Linked DNA regions of Mus musculus: region 1 is linked to region 2. A link is a contact called in public promoter capture Hi-C data. All regions are on one chromosome and are shown on one strand. Each heading gives the region's core, a stretch centred on a gene start, on an enhancer-like site or on the middle of the called end of the contact. The rest is flanking DNA. Distances are from core to core; before and after follow the strand shown.

What was found. Promoter capture Hi-C pulls out the DNA fragments that hold promoters and counts their contacts.
Region 1: a contact with region 2 is called in a promoter capture Hi-C map of cranial neural crest. The contact joins the enhancer-like site here to the promoter of Adh7 in region 2. A contact is called at or near these places in 3 of 39 promoter capture datasets (the 3T3-L1 cell line, cranial neural crest and pre-B cells) and 2 of 484 Hi-C or Micro-C datasets (the Ba/F3 cell line and olfactory sensory neurons).

Annotation. Positions count from the first base shown.
Region 1 is chr3:138,910,827-138,916,647 of GRCm38.p6, forward strand. No RefSeq gene overlaps it. Among named protein-coding and RNA genes, the nearest start is that of Rap1gds1, 160 kb to the right of the region's middle. Within about 2 kb of position 4,310, at least 22 of the 459 cell types and tissues checked have an H3K27ac peak or open chromatin away from gene starts, as enhancers often do.
Region 2 is chr3:138,215,779-138,221,566 of GRCm38.p6, forward strand. It overlaps Adh7 (alcohol dehydrogenase 7 (class IV), mu or sigma polypeptide), which reads left to right and starts at 1,995. Exons shown (of 9, transcript NM_009626.4): 1 at 1,995-2,130. The coding sequence starts at 2,113. The region is part of intron 2 of 0610031O16Rik (RIKEN cDNA 0610031O16 gene); the gene reads right to left.

The DNA.
Region 1 (5,821 bases), core at 3,060-5,559, 700 kb after region 2:
TTATGACCTACTGATAGTTAAAGCTGTACAAACTGGAGCCACACGATATATAAAGTTTTACAGTAAAAGTTAATTTTTTTACTCTGTGTATGAGTCTGTGTGTGTGGGGGGGGTGTGGGTGAGAGAGAGAGAGAGAGAGAGAGGTACAGAGACAGAGGTATAGAGACAGAGAGACAGAGACAGAGAGAGACACACAGAGAGAGAGACACACACAGAGAGAGACACGCAGAGAGAGACACACAGAGAGAGACACGCAGAGAGAGACACACAGAGAGAGACACACAGAGAGAGACACAGAGAGGGAGACAGACAGAGACAGAGAGAGAAAGAAACAGAGACAGAAGGGGCACATGTCCAGGTCAGAGCACAACTTTGGTTCTTTCCTTTTACCAAGTAAGTTCTGGGGATCAAATTTCAATTGTCATGTTGGGTCCATAATGTTTTAGGTCATGCAAATGTGTCTACCTACTGAGCCTTCTTCATAGTCCCAAGATGTTAATGCGGTGCCGTGCGTGAAGGCCAGCAGAGGCCAGTGGATCTAGAGTTAGAATCACAAGTAGATGTGGGTACTGGGACCAGAAGAAGGCCCTTTGGAAGAGCTGTGAATGCTTTTAACCACTGAACCATGTCTGTGCCCCCCTCCAATAACTCTTAGAACTTTGTAGTTAAAGAGGACAACTGTGAGCATGCATCAGTGGTAGGGTGTGTATGTGTGGTGTGTGTGGGGTGTGTATGTGGGATGTGTAAGACCCAGTGTGCAGCTTTGAAACAAATATAATTTTAATGTACTTTATACACACCATAGTAGCATTGTTGCTGACCTAATAAAATACAATATTAGAGTGCCCATTACACCAGCAGTCTATCTGCTGTGTGGTAGATAGGCACTGTGGTCCCTGAGCATCTTGGAGGGACTCGTGCTTGCTCCCCCAGTCTATACGCGAATCTAGAGCTGCTCATGTGCTTTACATAAGATGGTGTAATATCAAATATAATCTAGAAACATCTTTCCATAAATCATCTCTCAGTTACTAGTCATACACGGTACAGTGTGAATGAACATCATGCACCTGGGTAATATTGCTTGGGATTAAGAAAAGAAAGAGTCTCCTTGCTTACTACAGATGAAACTTTGTGTATGCACTTCCATTGCTTGCTTGGGTGATGAAACAGAGATGGACACACACACACCTCACACCTTCATTATATTCTCTCTCTCTCTCCCTCTCTTACACACATATGCTCACGCACATACATCTCCTTCCAGGGCTCCAGGTGTTCTTGGCTAGAGTGTGAGGAGATAAAAAACCAACCAAACAAAAAACTAATACACTTGGCATGGTGGCACATGCCTGTGATCCCAGCGCTGGGGAGGAGGAGGCAGGGAAGCCCGGGAGTTCAGGGTCATCTTTGTCTACATAGCAATTTCAAGGCCAGCTTGGGCTCCATGAGACCCTCACTCATTCGCAAAGGAAAATGACTCTTAAGAGCACATCGTATCTCTTTAGAAAAGAATTCTGGGGTTCTGATTTCAAGTCCCAATTAAATTTCTGCTGCCGTCTTGAGCGATTGCTAATGCCAAGCTAATGCCAACTCTCAAGGTGCATCCTTTGAACCTTCTGTGTTTGGTTCATCGATCTATACCAGAATCTAGTGCTGCTCGTGGTTTTTACATAAAGTGGTGTAATGTTGGGATATAATCTAGAAACATCTTTCCATAAATCGTCTCTCAGTTACTAATTTCTAGGCTCTGAGATGGATGTCAGGAAAGCGCTGTAACAAAGCTGGGTCTTACGGGGCTCCTCCTCCTGCTGTGCTGCAGAGGGAACCTTCAATGTGATGCCTGCTTCTCACTGTTGCCTGTCATGTGACACATGCTTCTCGATATTGCCTGTCACGTGACACATGCTTCTCACTGTTGCCTCTCATGGTCAGGCTGCTTCCTTCCTCCTGTCCTCGGTGCCTGACCTCATAAGGTATGGCGGTAGTAATACCTGTATGGTAGAGTCTCTGCAAAGCAGAAGAGAGTTCAGGCATCCTTACTCCCTAAATCCTACTCGTGTCTTAGCCTGTCCTGAAGAGCTTTCTCAGGAAGTCCTTTCAATGCCACAGGCACCTCTCCAATCCCAGTATAGGCTCCCTTTTGAAAACCACATCACATTTGAACAGACATGAATAGCATCTTTTCTGTCAGAATGCAGGCTCTGCAGGTCTGGCCTGTGCTGCTAACCCCTGTGTCAGTCGTATTCCAGGGCTGTGGACTCAAAGTTTTTCTCTCAGTGGACTCCCCCAAGTTCATGTGTGGAACCTGTAATCCCTATTGTGGGATTTTGATGGCCACTGATGGGTAATTAGGTTTGTGTCATGAGTGTTGGGTCATGGCTTGAGAGTCTTTATGAAAAGAAGAGGAGACAAGAGCCTCTTTCCCTCCCCCATGAGTCTCCATAGAAATGGAAGCCTCAAAAAGAGTCTACCCTTGCTGGCGCCCTGAATTGGACTTCCCAGACTCCGGAACCATGGGGGATTCATGTGTTCTTCAAGCCACCAGGTCCATGATCTCTGAGAGCAGCCAAACTGAAATAGTGAATCAGACATCAGGGTTATTTGGTTTTGGGTAGAGAGCCCCTCTTCTCCTAAAACATGGGCTTCTATTCTGTAACAGAGAACTGTCTCCACTTGTCTCTAAATTAGTTTTGAGAATGATAATACGATTTCAGTTACTGTCAGTTGGCCCTAGAATAGCCCACACCTGATTGCTGTGAACAGAAACCATCTAAGACTCCTGGGCACTGGAGCATCTCTGGCTCCTGCCATGCTACTAATCCTATTGAAACATCAAACTGGTGGGAAGCAGCTATGAGTGGGGATTCCATGTTTGAAGAATTTGTTTGCTAACAAATTCTGAGTTTCTCCAGGCTTAGTGGGTTTCTCAAATAACTTCTACCTGAAATAGCACTGTTGCAGAAGATAAGGTCCAGGTACGATTGACAACACTGTCATGCTTAGAGGCAGAAATGACACTCACATGAATCTTGGCCCCTTGGGTCAAGTAATAGTAAGAATGAATAGATGCACATAGATCTAATGGCTCCTAAGACAGGGTACCTAGCTTTTCCACAGGGGCAGCAATAGTCACATATGGGGAGGCTGTGGACCACACACTGACAAATGGCAAGCTGAAGAGGAAGTCTAGGCATTGATGAGGGATACAGCCACGTCCTTTGCCAGGCTCCACAGAAATCTTAGAGGTTCTGATGTCTAAACAGACTTGGTTTCGTATCCACAGTGATGGAGTACAAAAAAGTGGCCAGTGGTCATATCTGGGGCCATTCCCAGGAAGACTGGCAGGAGGTGTCCTGATTATCTTGCTGGAGGGCAGTTTCTGAGGGTCAGCAAGGTCTCTGGAATATCCCTTGGGACAGTATCTACCTTAGCCTAACACCTGGAGCTCCTGGTTAGGAAGTCTGCTCACACAAAGGTGCAAGTGATAATGGGTCCCTGAGTCAGAGCTCAGTGACACTGGGCTCTGGGTAAATACATTTCAGGATAGAAACTGAACAATGGTCCATGTACATGGAAATGGTCATCAGGCTGTTCAGTGACTCTATATAGGTTTTTGTTTTGTTTTTGAGACAGGGAGGCTCACTGTGTACCCCAGGCTGGCCCTTAGACTCCTGATTCTTCTTCGGATTCCTATGGGCTGGTGTACAGACAGGAACACACATGTTTCTTTTAGGAATGTGTGAATGCTGTTAGGTTTTTTTTTTTTTTCTAACAGGCCAGCACTTCCCACAGAAACAGGACAGACTCACCTTTAAATCCTTTAATAATTCAGCTTCCCAGGTTTCAGGAATTTGATTCCCTAAGTGATTCATAAAGTTTGGCTTTTTTTTTTTTTTTAAAGAAAGCCTGCAGTCGGCATTCCTGGGGACTCTAACACAGCACAGAGAGGTGCTCAAGGGCTTTGCTCGTTTATAGAGCTTGCTGATCCAAGGCCAAGGTTCAGCTGAAACAAAGTCCTGCCCTCTGGATTGCACCCCTGCAGATCTGCCACACTGATTTGGCCAGCCCATGAAAGTCAGCCATTGCCTGTCGTCCATGCGTTCTCTCTCAGGGTTAACTCCACCATCATCTCTTGTCTAGCCTCACACCTCACGATCCGCAGCACCAGTCTCCACCTCCACAGCTCCCTCCCTGTCCAGGTGAAACAAGGACAGAGAAGCAGCTTCGAGCCTACACTGGTGCTGCCTCACAAGTCAGCAGGCCTCACTTCTGGGGGTGGTGAGACAAGGCATAGGATTCCTGTGCGAGCTCAACAGCACCACAGGAAATCTTGGTGTTTTTGCAATCCTTTCTCCCTGAGGCCCACTGGGTACTGTGGTCCAGGTGGGTCCTACACACACAGCTGAGTATTATGAGCCTAGAAAGCCCAGTCCTAGACCTATGAAAGGGTCTAAAAACATTCTTGGCCCAGTTTTGTCCAAGAGAGACTTCATCTTATTTGCCTGTACATAAGGAAGAGAGAAAAAAAAAAGCTGCTGCATCTCTTATACAAGCCTGCTTGCTATCTAAACAGCCTTGAAAAGAACTTCAAACAAAAGCTTTTCTGGCTTTCTACAGAAATACAAAAACAGAAGACACCCAAGAATAGTCTCCCGGGAAGAGACACATGTCTCCTTCCTACCTCCCCATTAGCAACAACTCTGGTTCTGGAACAAAACAAACAAATCAATTTCCTGTTCAAAATCCTTGGGTTTGCCCTTCCCAGTTTATAACAAAGCATTAAGACATCTCAGGTCCCATCTATGTTTTCCAAGCCCGGTCTTTTGTTTCCTCCCCCTCCCATATGGATACCTAGAGCCCAGACTTGTCTCCACTTGCAACACTGTTATTCTGTGTATGTATCCATTAACAAACTGTTTCCTGTCTTCTGCTTCTGCAGTATAGAGCCAGTGAATCTCCAGTGTTACTCAGAAGGGCCCTGAGGAGTGAAATGTAGAAGTTCCAGGTTCTGTGGCTGTGACCACAGGCAGAACAAGATGCCCTAGAGTGATCTTGATGCATTAATGACTAGGCTTATTGCATCCCTCCTGGAACGGCAGGGTCCTATCTGGTTCATGAATGCTCCTACCATCTGGGTTCCGTGTAACTTCCTCTCCATGAACCTTAAGGTCTACCTCCAATCTTCACGGTATTTAGTGGTGGCAAGAAGGGAGGGCTGCTGTTCTCTGGGGGCTCTTCACCACTGATAACAAGGAAGAGAAAGGAAAGGCTGGCTGTCTCTAGCAGGAATTTGCCCTTTTCTATTTCTCTTTCTGGGAATCTATATTTCTGTGAAGTGTAGCACAGGTTCAGCAACCTGGGAAGACAGGGAAGTGTGTCATATTGTCTCCTGAACAAAACTAGAGCTCTGTAAATAAGGAGAACGGAGGTGGATATTAGATAAATAACTTGAAATATTGCCACCAGGGCACTTTTAATCCCTGTCACTGATGCCACATGTCTTCTCCAGTAGAGCAGAGGGGTCAGGAGCTCTGGAACTTTCCCCACCTGGGTTGGTCAAACCCCAGAGGAAAATAGCTTTGGCAACTGCCCCTGTGTGACTGCCACCTTCAGGTTCCCTGTCTATGTACCCTTTGATAGTTTAAGGCTTGGGGAATGATCTATGTCTTCCTGAGCCTCGAGGGTGTTACTTTCTCAGGTGCACATCCTTCTGTGTGCCTCACGCCACTGAACAGTCTGTCAGTGGGGTGTCTTCTTCACTGGGGCCTTGGCTGGTGGGAACAAAACTTCTCATTGGTCAGCCATTTAACCAAGGAGG
Region 2 (5,788 bases), core at 745-3,244:
ATCACCTTCCATCGTTTGCCATTTGACTTTTCTCATTCATTGCTTTGTTTGGAGGAGGAAGCTTGTAATCTGATGCCTTACCCTGGAGACTTCAAGCTGTGCATTTTTAGTGTGCTTTTCCATATAGCATTTGTATTTATTCTCTGAGAATTTCACACACACACACAATACATTTTGATCATAGCCGGCTGTCTTTTCCTTCCTTTCAGCTCTTCCTGGATTCCAAGTCTCCCACCCCCCCCACCCCCCACCCCCACCCCCGCATAATAATTTTTTAATTGGGTACTTCCCAACTTTCAGCTTTTGACATTTTTTTAGCTAGTCGATTCTGGGGAGAGATGGATTGGTAACATTAAGACCTTATTTAACATCACCTGGCAGATTAACATGAGAATAGTTTACTTTTCAGACTAATATGTTATGAAGTCTTGCAAAACCCTTAAGGAGTTTATCAACTGAGAAACTTTTCCTTTGTGCCAGCCCCACCCGTGTTGGCTCTCTGCTGCCTTGGAGCCAGCTCCACCCTTGTTAGTTCTTTTGCCTCTGTTCTGAGGAAAACAAGCTTTTGTTGCTGAGTCTGGGCTTGGTCTTTGATGGTTGAGATTCAGAATGTCTGTCTGTCCGTACCTGCCTATCTCTTGTCCGCGGTGCCTACAACAAGAGCTGCGGTTCTCCACCATTGCTGCCAAAACAACACCGCTTGCATACGAGCCTGGTCCACTGGCAATGCTTTTACCTACTGGGTTTACTTTGGCCAGTGCAGTAGACTCACTGATTATAATTACCACTTCTGAATTAGATATAAATATGTGTGAAATCGGACTTACAGCACCTACTGCATTATGCCGAGAGACCTGTGGACATGTTTTCCGTTATTCAGAGGAGTTTGTCAATGTGTAAGTAGCTGAACAACAAACTCTGGCAAATATCTTCCGGGTTGGTAAGAGCCCTTATTCTATATTTCAGGATTGAAGAGTTTTGTCTAAAGACAGAAAACCTGCCTCACTGTGTCACCCCGCAGGAGTGAAATTTTGTCACTGTATGGAGGGTTTGTTGGAGGCAGTAGTGTACCAATGTGACAGCTAGCCACTGTCACATAAATACCTCTTCCTCTCAAAGGCAAAAGCAGATCCAGAAGGGTCTGATGCTGCTGCCTACTGGACAACAGTGGCTTGGAATGATGGAACAGCTAAATGCTTGCCCAAGTAGATTCCTTTAGGAATGCAAGAGCCTCTTTGTATAGCAGGATTCTGATTCCCTCTCGGTCCTTCTGGATACCAATGTGCGTAAGCAGTAAGCAATTCTGTGGGTAAATAATGTGATCTTGAGCCAAATGACAGGTTTCCTGAGAGCAAAGACAAGTTATAGTTAATTTCCCATCTCCATCGCCATTACTGGTTTTATACATTTTCTTGCATCTACTATACATACATACAAACATATATTCCCAGTGATGGAGAATTCAGGGACTTGAGGCAACTGCTCCTAACTATAATGAAGAATGCAGTGTGTGTGACAAATAACACAACATACGTACATGATATACAATTGTATGTGTATGTTGCTAAGAACGGAGACCGGATCAAGTCATGTGCTCTACTATGGAGTCATACCACAACCCTCATTTATATTTAACCACACTTTCTACAAGCTATATCGAGTGCAAATGGAGTGCAAATACAAATGCCTAACCACATAGCTAAAGTCAGCTACCTGACAGAACAGCTTGCACGTAGAAGGCATGCAATGCACTCTGTATCAATTGGACAGAGCTGAACTAACACGACCTGTTTTTATATTCTCTAAAATAAAATGGGTAAGGGTGTTTTCTGGCCCTTCATAGTAGACTTGATTATCCAATGTTTGTTAGCTTCTTATTTTTGTCTAATCATAATGTGTATTGTATTTCTTTTCACCACTTGACTTGCAGGAGGGTGGAGCTTCTTGGGTTGGGAAAATTCTAAGGCTATGAGTCATGTTGCCAAAGGCAAGCAGAACTTCCAAGTCACGCTATTTATTGAAGGCCGAAGATGCTGGTACCCATAGAAGAGTGAACCGTGCCTCAGTCAGAAGACGTTCCTGTTTGCAGGCCACACACCCAGGAGAGGCAGGATGGGCACCGCTGGAAAAGTAAGGGAAACGTTTCAGCTTGTTCAGTCTCTTGAGCTAATAATGGGGGTTGCTTCTGAGAGATCTGAATCCTGGAGAGAAACTAAATACTATTTCTCGAGGAAGGCAAGGCTGTTAAGTAACACACGTTGGGGAGATGTGGGTAAATTGCATCAGAATACCAATCGCAGCAGGATTCAATTGAAAACCACATGCTGAACGTTCTCCCAGAAAGCAGGGAAGGGAAGTAGAGAACTGGGATTTCTATGGGCATTATTCATAATTTAGTTTCCAGCTAGCCAGTCATTTGCTCTGGATAGCAAACTGTTTCCATAAGGAGACTTCAACAGGGTCAGTGGTATCTCCCCAATCCCTTTCTAGAGTCTAAAGGGTCCAGGATCTCCTGTGTTGGGGGATCGTGCCCTACTGTTGAGAATGGAAAAAGTGAATTCAGGAATGCAAAGTCAACAACAAAGAAACCGCATGTTCCGAGTTTCTGAGGACATGTTTTATATCACAGTACAATTGCAAACACTCTTGGAAAATAGGACCGTGTGGTGGATAAAGCGTGTTTATTCCTTCAGAAGATGACAGGGCCAGAACAGTGACAGGAACTCAGAAAACAAGGCTGGCTTTTTTTCCCCCTCTTGCAGATTGGGTTGATCGGGTTCCTGCTTTAAACGCGTGTGTAACCGCTTGAGATGTGGGGTACTGTTTTTGGCATTACTTTTAAACAACTTCATTTAGTCTACCTTAGAATTTTAGGAAGCTAAAAATGATGTTTGAAGTCTGGGAAGCATGAGAGACGAGGTCTGAACGCTAGAACCTGAAATAACTTTCCCCGCAATTGAAGAGAAATGGAATGGAAACATCTTAGTTTGAATCAGAAATCCAGTAAAGACCAATAATCAGAATTAACTTTGCACTGTGGAAGTCAGGAACACTGCCCTTAGAAATAAGTGGCAGAGAGCTGGCATGAATCTTAGAACACTTTCAACTCCACACAAGCCTTTCTGTGGCCTCCGTCATGAGAATGCCCAGCCACTGATCGAACATTTCCAGTAACCGGGAATTCAGGAACTCCTAGCTATGATCAGGAATCCAGCACACATGACAAATAGCACAACAGATTTAAAATGTTGACTTGGTGATGGTATACAGAGGGGTAGTTCAAGGTGGGTGATGTGGTCCCCAAACTGTCCTTCTATTTCCATGCATCTCAGGAAGAGAGGTTCCCTTAATATCAGGACTCCTCCTGTTAATTTTCTGATGTTTCATTAAAAAAAAAATGATTATGATAGTTTGCTAAAGATGCCATTAACAAAGTACCAGGACTGTGCGGCATAAAGAACAAGGATTTATTTGCTCATACATCTGGAAGCTGGGATCCTGGGAACAGAGTGTGGACAAGATTGGTTCCTTTAGGAGCCCTTTCCTTTGCTTAGGAGTACTCTGCTTGTGTCTTCCCGTCCCTTAACCTCACTGTGGAAATAGCCTACAGGACTGCTCTGTCTAACTTCAGTGACCACATTGTAACTCGATTGCAATGTGAAAAGACCCAGTCCGCAATTGTTTACCCTCAGATTCTGAGGTACTGAGCATTAGAGCTCCAACACACAAATATAATGACGACTTTGGGCTAGTACAATGTTTATTCTAGAGAATCAGGATAAACAATATATGGAGGAAATCAAGCATGTTCTCATATTATCAAACTAGCACTGACTGTTTTTGCCTGGCTTGTTTCCTTATATATTCCTCAACCATATTTTATGTGCTCTACTCATATAACACACAAATATCTTTGACCTAATTTTCCATCTTTTTAAAAAGGCTTATTTGTTTTATTTATGTAAGTTCACACTGTCGCTGTCATCAGACACACCAGAAGAAGGCATCAGATTCCATTGCAGATGGTCGTGAGCCACCATGTGGTTGCTGGGAATTGAACTCAGGACCTCTGGAAGAACAGTCAGTGCTCTTAACCACTGAGCTGTTCAGTATCTTACACTGATGTGTAGGTTTAGGTCAGTTTCCTCTGCTCTTGTTTACATATTTCCCTTATAGTCCTGAGATGACCTCTGAAGCATATTGTTTTTTTTTTTTCCTACAATTTGTTCTCCCCGAACTGTGGGGTAAAAGTGTCAATACATGCTTGTGTCTTGATGTACTGAGCAGATCGCCTTCCAAAGAGGTAAACCTGAGTAGGATTGCCCATCTTACTGCTTAGACAAAATCAGGCATTCTTGTTCAGTAAAAAGTCATTATTAACTCGACAAACAGAGAACTATAGCTTGTTATTTCTGCTCTCTTAAAAATGTTCTTAAGACCAAAAAGAAACATACCACAAAATATAAATTTGTACATATATGTATTTGGCTTAAGTCCTCCATGCGAATCTCCTGGGATAGAGGAGCAGTTAGGTGGGCAGATCAGTGATTGGAGACCTTGATACTTCCTTTATACATTTGATTAAGCTCTCTGTGTGCCAGACAGAAAGCGACTTTTACCATTTTACGTTAAGCATTCTCTCAGAGCACCTCTGTGTTCTGCTGAGACAGCCTGCTGTCCATCAGCATTCAACACATGGAGATCATTGTACATGCTGTATTCCCAGCACGCAGGAGCTTGAGACAGGAGGATTGTTAAGTTTGGGGCCAGCCTAAAGCCTGAGTTACACAGCAGGATGAGAGGGCAGGATAATGGCCTCTGAGGAGCAATTGTTTCCTCTATGGTATTTTTTTCTACCATTGTTAAATATAAAAGTTACTCTGTGCTCTCTGTCACTGTCCCTAGCAACTTTCTTACATGTAGTCTCTTGAGAAAGGCACTGAGGCATCTGAAGGGGCTTGCATGAGTTGGCCAAGAAGTTGAGGAATAATGTGTTGTGAATCAGGACACAATGGGTATTTTACATTTTGTTTTATTTTTATCCGTATGCTCTCACTCTCTCTCCTTCCCCACCACGCATGCACATGTGTGTGCACGTGCATGTGTGTGTGTGTGCATGTGTGTGTGTGTGCCTGTGTATTTGCCATGCATGTGCATATTTGAGTGACTATAGGTGCCTGTGTTCCACTGTGTGGAAGTCAGAAACCAACTTACAGACTCCCTCTCCCTCTCCCTCGCCCTCTCCCTCGCCCCCTCGCCCCCTTGCCCCCTCGCCCCCTCGCCCCCTCTAACACACATTAGAATTAGACAATTTTACTAAAAGCAGTTAGCAGAAGTGCCTGGCGGTCAATTGCTGGGTAGATACTGTCTGTACAAGGTAAGCAGGTCTGACTTGAGCTAGGTTTAAACTACGGTGAGGAGATGCAAAGACACAGGTGACACTCCTGCAGCACAGTCACAGTCCTCAGGCTTCACCACGGTGACAGCCCATGTCTTCCCGTGGGTCATCTCATTGCGTCACCATTGCCACGTGGCTGCAGATGTCATTAAAGACCGGATTACATTCTCACAGACGGATCGCTGTGTTTCCTGGGTAACAGACTTGTCCTTTGTTAAGAAGATGACAGGTGTACTTATCTATTGCATTTGAAATCATACCAATAGACGAGTTTATTAAAGACCGTGTGGATCCCAGCCCTGACCACATGTGCTGTGTGCTCTTGGGTCTGTCATTCCATGTCTCTGGGCTGATTTCTCAGACCATTTCATCAGAAAAGGGTCCACACAA